2 separate regions of the Gossypium hirsutum genome follow, and region 2 is linked to region 1. Evidence: chromatin contacts called from public Hi-C data. All regions are on one chromosome and are shown on one strand. Each heading gives the region's core, a stretch centred on a gene start, on an enhancer-like site or on the middle of the called end of the contact. The rest is flanking DNA. Distances are from core to core; before and after follow the strand shown.

What was found. Hi-C and Micro-C count contacts between places; a contact is called where the count stands out from the background.
Region 2: a contact with region 1 is called in a Hi-C map of leaf, with 1.9 times the contacts expected there. The contact joins the promoter of LOC107887989 here to the promoter of LOC107885954 in region 1. A contact is called at or near these places in 2 of 34 Hi-C or Micro-C datasets (leaf and seedling).

The regions. Positions count from the first base shown.
Region 1 is chrA03:7,399,508-7,403,486 of Gossypium_hirsutum_v2.1, reverse strand. LOC107885954 (histone H4) reads right to left here and starts at 1,866. Exons shown (of 1, transcript XM_016809720.2): 1 at 1,232-1,866. The coding sequence starts at 1,734. The coding sequence ends at 1,423. It overlaps LOC107885955 (calcium-transporting ATPase 1, endoplasmic reticulum-type), which reads left to right. Exons shown (of 9, transcript XM_041107247.1): 9 at 1-856. The coding sequence ends at 553. It overlaps LOC107885956 (a long non-coding RNA gene), which reads left to right and starts at 3,650. Exons shown (of 2, transcript XR_001680592.2): 1 at 3,650-3,979.
Region 2 is chrA03:7,632,464-7,636,332 of Gossypium_hirsutum_v2.1, reverse strand. LOC107887989 (protein SODIUM POTASSIUM ROOT DEFECTIVE 2) reads right to left here and starts at 2,137. Exons shown (of 3, transcript XM_016812186.2): 1 at 1,288-2,137; 2 at 1,138-1,213; 3 at 678-1,035. The coding sequence starts at 1,674. The coding sequence ends at 848.

The DNA of each region.
Region 1 (3,979 bases), core at 617-3,116:
TGGGGTATTCATCATATGGTACACACACAATACCTTCATGGGCATTGATCTTAGTGGAGATGGCCATAGTCTGGTTACTTACTCTCAACTTTCCAACTGGGATAAATGCCCTTCCTGGGTAAATTTCACAGCATCTCCGTTCACAGCCGGTCCCCAAGTATTCAATTTCGATACAAACCCCTGCGACTACTTTAGATCCGGGAAAATCAAAGCCTCAACACTTTCCCTCTCAGTCTTGGTCTCTATTGAGATGTTCAATTCCCTTAACGCCCTCTCTGAAGATGGAAGCTTATTGACAATGCCTCCTTGGGTTAATCCATGGCTCCTTTTGGCTATGTCAATTTCGTTTGGACTCCATTTCTTGATTCTCTACGTGCCATTCCTTGCTCAAGTGTTTGGGATTGTTCCCCTCAGCCTCAACGAATGGTTGCTGGTATTGGCAGTTGCTTTTCCAGTCATTCTGATCGATGAGGTGCTCAAATGCATTGGAAGATGCACAACCGGGCCGCGGTATTCTCCTGCAACTAAATCTATAAAGCATAAAGCTGAATGATTATACAGTAATTGTATTAACATTTAGAGGATCAAGATCAGAACTTCCGTGGATGCTCAATGTGCAGCATGCCTCCCATCATTGACCTATAGTGACCTATATGCTATAGGCTATGGGGTTAAATTAAACTTTAGGCAAACTATCAACTTGTCATGGTTCTGTAGTACTATCTGTTGGGTGTCAAAGTGTTCTATGTGAACTCAACAATATTAGACAACATCCTACTAGTGTGGTGTACCCTCAGTCTGTTAACTCGTAAGCTCTTGATAAAGCCAAAGCAGATCAACAATTTTAATTTTCCAATATCTTCTTCAAACCCCATAAACCAGAAAATAAGTAAATTCAAAACCAGAAACACATTAAAGTAAACAAAACGAAGTTCAAATATCATTCAAATCTGCAACTCGAAGCATGAGTTACAAAACACAGAAGCAATCAACAGATACCAACTTATAACTTCGTATAATCCAAAATAAAAACCCCTAAGTTCGAACATTCTTGACAGTAAAATTTAAACTATCGAATGAGCAAATTAGAGCATCAAGATGACTTTCATATACGCTTTCAGCTTTCTTTAGCTCCTAAATTTTGCAGACTTCATTTTCCTTTTGCCAATCTCCTCATCAAAACACCGTAAACCAGAAATAAATTAAATTCAAAATAAGTAAGACATACAAATTAACAAAATGAAGTTAAAATTTCATTGAAATCTGCAATTCGAAGCACGAATTACACAACCCACAAAACAAACAAACGGGTAAACACCCCCTAATTACAATCCCTAACCCAAAGGTCAAACATTCTTGACAGCAAGACTTCAAATCCCCCCTAAGACACCACCATTCTAAAACCTAAACCCTAAATCACATTTAACCACCGAATCCATACAAAGTCCTGCCCTGCCTCTTGAGTGCATAAACCACATCCATAGCAGTCACAGTCTTTCTCCTCGCGTGCTCTGTGTAGGTGACAGCGTCACGAATCACGTTCTCCAGGAAGATCTTAAGAACACCACGGGTTTCTTCGTAGATCAAGCCGCTGATACGCTTGACGCCTCCCCTACGAGCCAAACGCCGAATAGCCGGCTTCGTAATTCCCTGGATATTATCACGGAGGACCTTACGGTGACGCTTCGCTCCTCCCTTACCCAAACCCTTGCCTCCCTTTCCTCTTCCTGACATTATGAATGCTAAACTGAAATCGATAGAACTTCTGTGAAGATATATTGAAAACTTGTGGTATAATCTAAAATAGTCGACGTATTTATAGGAGAAGTGCGGAGTGTTGTATTGGTAGACCGATCCGCGTGATATTAATGATAATGAATTTCGGCCGTCGATTAGTTAAAATCAAGGGTGGAGATAAGAATAGCTGACGCGGATCGATGACGTGGAATATTAGCAGCTTTTTTTCAAGCGCCTTTTGTTATGCGAGTTGAAATTCGAAAATGAATTTTTGGGGCGAGAACTCAAACTATAAAAATAGTTATTTTTATTTGTCCCAAGTTATATTTTAGTTATTTGTATTTGAAATATTACATTTTAGTCACTTATGTTATTATTTTGTTACGAAGTGATCATTCTTCCGTTAAGTTTCGTTATCTCCCTAACGGTAATCTTACGTGGCAATCCAACTATATTTTAAGCTCATCTGTTAATACATACTTTATTCGGCTAAATTATACATTTCATTTACTATTAACAGATAATTTAGTCGGATAAAGTATGTATTAATAGATATACTCATACATCCTCTGGGTTACAAATGTAAATTGTATAAGGACTTACATTCAAAAATGTGCAAACATTGAGGGCGAACTTTGAACTTTCTTGTTCCAGATGTTTGCTTGTTATAAAACCGAGTATTAAAAACAACTTTACAATATTACCAACTTTCATTGACTATAAAATCTAATTGGACTGCCCCGTAGGATTACCGTTAGGGAGATAACGGAACTTAACGGAAGAGTGATCACTTCGTAACAAAATAATAACATAAGTGACTAAAATATAACTTGAGGCAAATAAAAATGACTATTTTTATAGTTTACCCTAACTTCTAATTTGGCAAATGGCAAATACATGGCAAATACATGTCTACTGGCTGCCAATATTTGAAAGCGATTGGTTGATATAAATAAAATATGGTATAATTGTGGTTTTAGTTTTTTTTTTCATTATTTACATATTAAAAATGTAATTTGGTTTATTATTTTTATAATGATATTAATGTCAATTCTATAATCTATTTATAATATATATATATAAAAGTATGAGTTTGAAAAAAAAATTAACTGATGAAAATATTTTTATCATATTATTAAATTCACATTTAAAAATAATTATAATTTAATTTGTAATTATTAATTAAAAAAGTTGCACTAATTTTAAAATAGAGTTATTATTTGAATGGAAATTCAAGTATAAAATATAAGGAAAAAGTTGTGATTTATGAAATAAATAATAAGCAAAACAAAGAATAAAAGAAATAGAGGCATCAAAAGAACTTTGAATTTTATTGATCAATTTGGCTGTTTACAAAATTCCTGTAAAGTCTATTTATAGACATAAAAAGTATAATTTCTAATGACTCTTAGAGTCCTAAAGTACATTACTCAAAAAAAAACTTAGTGAGACAACCTCGATTAAGAAAAAAAAAGTATAGCGCATATTTACTCCTTGTGACGACATCATTTAATATCTTATATTCTACATATTCAATTTTAAATACTAACTTTTCAAACAATCACTTTAACCAATTTTGTAAATCACATTACATAATGCAATAAGGTGGAATTCTTGAATTTGTGTTGGATTATCCTTCTTCAACATAAGCACAATCAAATTGTCGTCAAGGGAATCTGGAAAGGCTCCTTGTTCTATCCACTCACTAGGGGTGTTCAAAAAGTTAGTTCAATTAATACTCAAATCGAATTACTATTAACCGAATTATCCGAAATATAAAAAATCTTTAACCGTTAATCGAACCAAAATTTATATTTTTTTAAGCTAATAATCAGGTTGGGCTTTATTATAATAAACCAATAATACAAAAAACATAAAGCAAAAGGAGAAACAAACGAAATAGAGGCCCAGATATAACAATTGGCCCGAACCAATCAAATGAAAAATAAAAGAGAACTAAAACCAAGCCTAATAATAAAATAACAGAAAAGGATGGCTCAAAATTAAAGTTTGGCCCGGAAAAATCAAAAACAAAAATTAAAATCAGAATACTCTGGAATCGCATTAAACACGCATTTACTCTACTCAATCAGAACCGATCTGTTGCCGTCTTGTCTTTTCAATCTGCCATTTCTTCATCAAGACGCTTCTAGATTTCCAATGAGAGTCTTTTCCACCGAATCCATTGATATCCCTTTTCAAACTCTCCGTATGTCATCTTCTCGCTTTCATTTCAGTCTGG
Region 2 (3,869 bases), core at 888-3,387, 230 kb before region 1:
TCAATAACCAAGATAAAATCATGCAGTATGTGATGAAAGAGTATAAAATTTTAAAAAATTGGGAGACAAAATTAAAATTTTCATATTAAAATTGCTTAGATTGAATTTTTTATTTATTTATAAGAGACGTCAAAAATAGAAAAAATTATTTAATAAAAAAGTTAAAAAAATCAAATTGAATTATTAATACTCGAGAAGAATTAATGTTGGAATTATACCATTAATCATGGAGGCCCAACTATGTTATGTAGAGAAGTGATTGTATGAAATTATAATTTTCCCTCTATCCTTATCCCTTTCTAATAATGTAGATTCACAATTTTATACCATCCCTTCTCTACTTATTATCGGGAGAAAGGATTGTATGAAACAGTGATGCCATATCATCTGTATCTCTTTCCAATAGTTTTATGCCACATCAGTATTCTTATCCTGAATTTTAGGATTTTATCATTAAAAAAATCAAATCCAAATTAAAATACTGAAATTCAGGATAAACTTCTGAAATTCAGGATAAGAATATTGATGTGACATAAAACTATTGAAAAGGGATACAAATGATGTGGCGTCACTGTTTCGTACAATCCTTTCCCTATTATCGGAGAGCGAAAGGGTATAGAAAAAAGGGGAATATTTGTGATGATTTGAAGATGATCAGAAAGCATAAGTACACCAAATTTCATCTTTAACAATTGGCTCTTAAAAGAAACGAAAATGTTCTGACAATAATCCCCCAAAAAGCTTACATTTGATTTGTTTACATTAAAACTCAAATGTTAATTAGTATCTAAGCACGCAACTAGACAAGGGAAAACACACTCTTGTTTTTTTTGGAAAGGAAAAAACCCTAGTCCTGCTTTTTGTTTTTTATCTGCAATGGAGTTTTGAGCAATGGAGGTGCTGCTGCTACAGTTGCAGATGGCCAGAACTGTGCATTTTTTACCCTGGAAACGCTTGCTAGCACATTTGAGGGAGTTACATCACCAATTACTGTCACTTTCTTTGTGGCCAAATCTATACTGAAGGATGTCACTCCTGCAATTAACAATTTTGCACAAAACAAAAATAACCCCATGCCTTTAAGTTTCGTGCATAAATTAACTAATAAATGTAGCCCATTTTGGCTTAGTTAGTTACCTTCCATTTTTGAAATATGTTTTCTTACTTTTCCTTCACATCCTTTGCAATGGATTGACACCCTCAACACCACTACCTGCTATTGTTTTGAACCACAACTTAATTGCTGTTTCTTATGATCAAAGCAAAGAACAACGATCAAACACTAACCTGGTCCTGAGACCGAGCCGACGAAGATGATTTTAAAGCCAGAGAATCTTCGGTGCTTACACCACGAGACGGAACCGCCGGTGAGACGTGATCGGAGTCTGATAACCAATCTACAAAGGGTGTATCACTTAGGAGATACCTAGAGGAACCAGGAGGACTGTTGAGATCATGAATATCAGCTGAGCTTTTTCGACGTACATCACTCGGCTTAGCAGAGCTCTTTCTACTCTTTTCATGGTGAGGCAGCCCTGGAACTATAGGTGCATAAGGCTTCGAACGTTGCCGGTCGAGTGGTCTGTGGCCTCGACGGACCATGGAACGATGGTCCAAGCTAGAGCAGATGGCTGTTGAAGCTTGAGATGCACAGAAAATATCCATTCCTTTCATGTTTGGAGAAAGAAAAGCTAATAGAGTTAGAGGGCAAATTAATCTTAGTTTTAAAGCAGGTGAGATTAAGGGATAGAGAGGGACGTTGGTCCCACATTGAAAGTTTTTGTTATTTAATCATATACATCCGGAAACGTGATTGAAACTTGGACCTTCAAAGTTGTGATTAACTTCAGACATTATTTTAATGTTACTCAACTTTGTATGAAATGATTAGTCCCACTAATACTATTGGGGGTTATAGTTTTTGAAACCAACTAGCTAGCTTCATATATGATCGGCTTATTTGTTGGGCTATATAGCTCTTTGAAACCACCCAATAAGGATGTAGAAATCATTACAATGATCTTCAAATGAAGAAGAGAGAACGGTTAATGGAGATAGCAAAAACATGATGGAATTTGGATCAATTCATCTACATATTCTTGCATTCGTGTGTTAATATAGAGCTACTGTTATGAACTGCTCACAATTATGAAGCCACAGTGTAAGATGAAGATTGATTGTAATGATTATGCCACTTTCCCATCACAAGGGTCCCCTTTTACATGGCAAACCCAAGTTCCATCATCAATCAATTGCACATTGATTACAGCATTTAGTGTCCACCACTTTTGTTATCAACTTACTTAGCTGCCTTTGCAATCTGCATATTCTAGGATATGCTTTTTAATTCCCCTATCTCTATATTTCTACCTATGTAATCCCATTGTCTGTCTTGAAATGTTTGTATGCCTATTATGTGAATTGTCGCTGGACTAATTAAATTAGATCATTTCATGGTTGATCATAAGGGCTTATGCCAAGCTCTAAACTCTCACAATATATCACTTTCTTCACTAAGTAATTTTTTTTATGAAATGTAATATATGAAGATTTAATTTTGTCTTATTTTACTCTAAATTAATCAAATACTAAACACGTGCTGTATTTTTATTAGATGTAGTATATTTTTTAGATTAAATGAGACTAAATTGATAATTTAAATATCACATTTGACTAAAAAAAACTTTAAATATCTAAACAAGAAAAACGATATGATTTAGAGGCTAATTTTATAGTTAAGCCTTAAAAAAGATTCCAAGATACTACTCCATTATTGATAGCTTACTACATTGTTAGCACAAGACTCCAAACACTTTTAAACCCTAACCATTGAGTCTTAAGACATGGTGTGAATTACTTTCAACTTTGAAGCTCATATATATAATATGGAAAAGAAGCTTTTTCTTTAGTTTTGTTCACATGAAAGATAAACCCCCACAAATTACAACTTGTTGATTTCAAAAAAGTGTTTTTTTTTTTGGTGGGGACTCATAAAACAATGAGTAATTCCTCACAAAACATCAATAACATAACTTGCATCATTACCATATCATTTTGGGGATTTAAAATGATGTTTTTCTTTTTGACAAATAATTAATGAAACTAACAAAAACCATTAATTAATTTGTATATAAAATTTGTTTTTTTTTTTAAATCAAGGATCCTAAACTTTCCATGAAAAACTAAGCATGAAAAAACTGCACAAACAAATCACATACACATACATAAATCACTATAATTGTTATACATGAATACAAGTACAAATACGAATTATTATATATCTAAATATGTAGAAAAAATAAATATTTAAAGTATCGGATGTAAGGTTATCCATGGCAATTCTATGCATCTCCCTAAGTCAAACCTTTACTTTATGAATAAATAAATAATCACGCGTTTAAAGCTGTGGGGGGCTTTAATTAGTGGGCAGATTAAGAGTAGCTAACTAACTTTCTTTTCTTTTAATCCTCTATAAAATGCGAAGAATTAATTATTGAACTCACTTCAGTGGATAGCTTAAAAAGCAATGATTGAATTTACGCACTCTACTAAATATCTTTCTTTTAAAATAATAATTGTCCAATAAACGAGTTTCAAGCAAACTTTAAATAATTTATTAAATGAATTTTAAACGATTATGAATAAATTTGTTCGTGAACATAAATATATCTTATTCGTGTTTGGTTCATTTAATAAACGTGCATAAATATGTATGGTTAATGTTTGCTTGATAAATGAATATAAACAAATAGAAATCAAATTGTTTATCGAATACTCTGTTCATTTATAGCCTTATTAATTTTATTAGACATTCTCAACCAATTGCTTAAATTCTAAATTAATATCTAAACTTCACAATTTTCTAATTA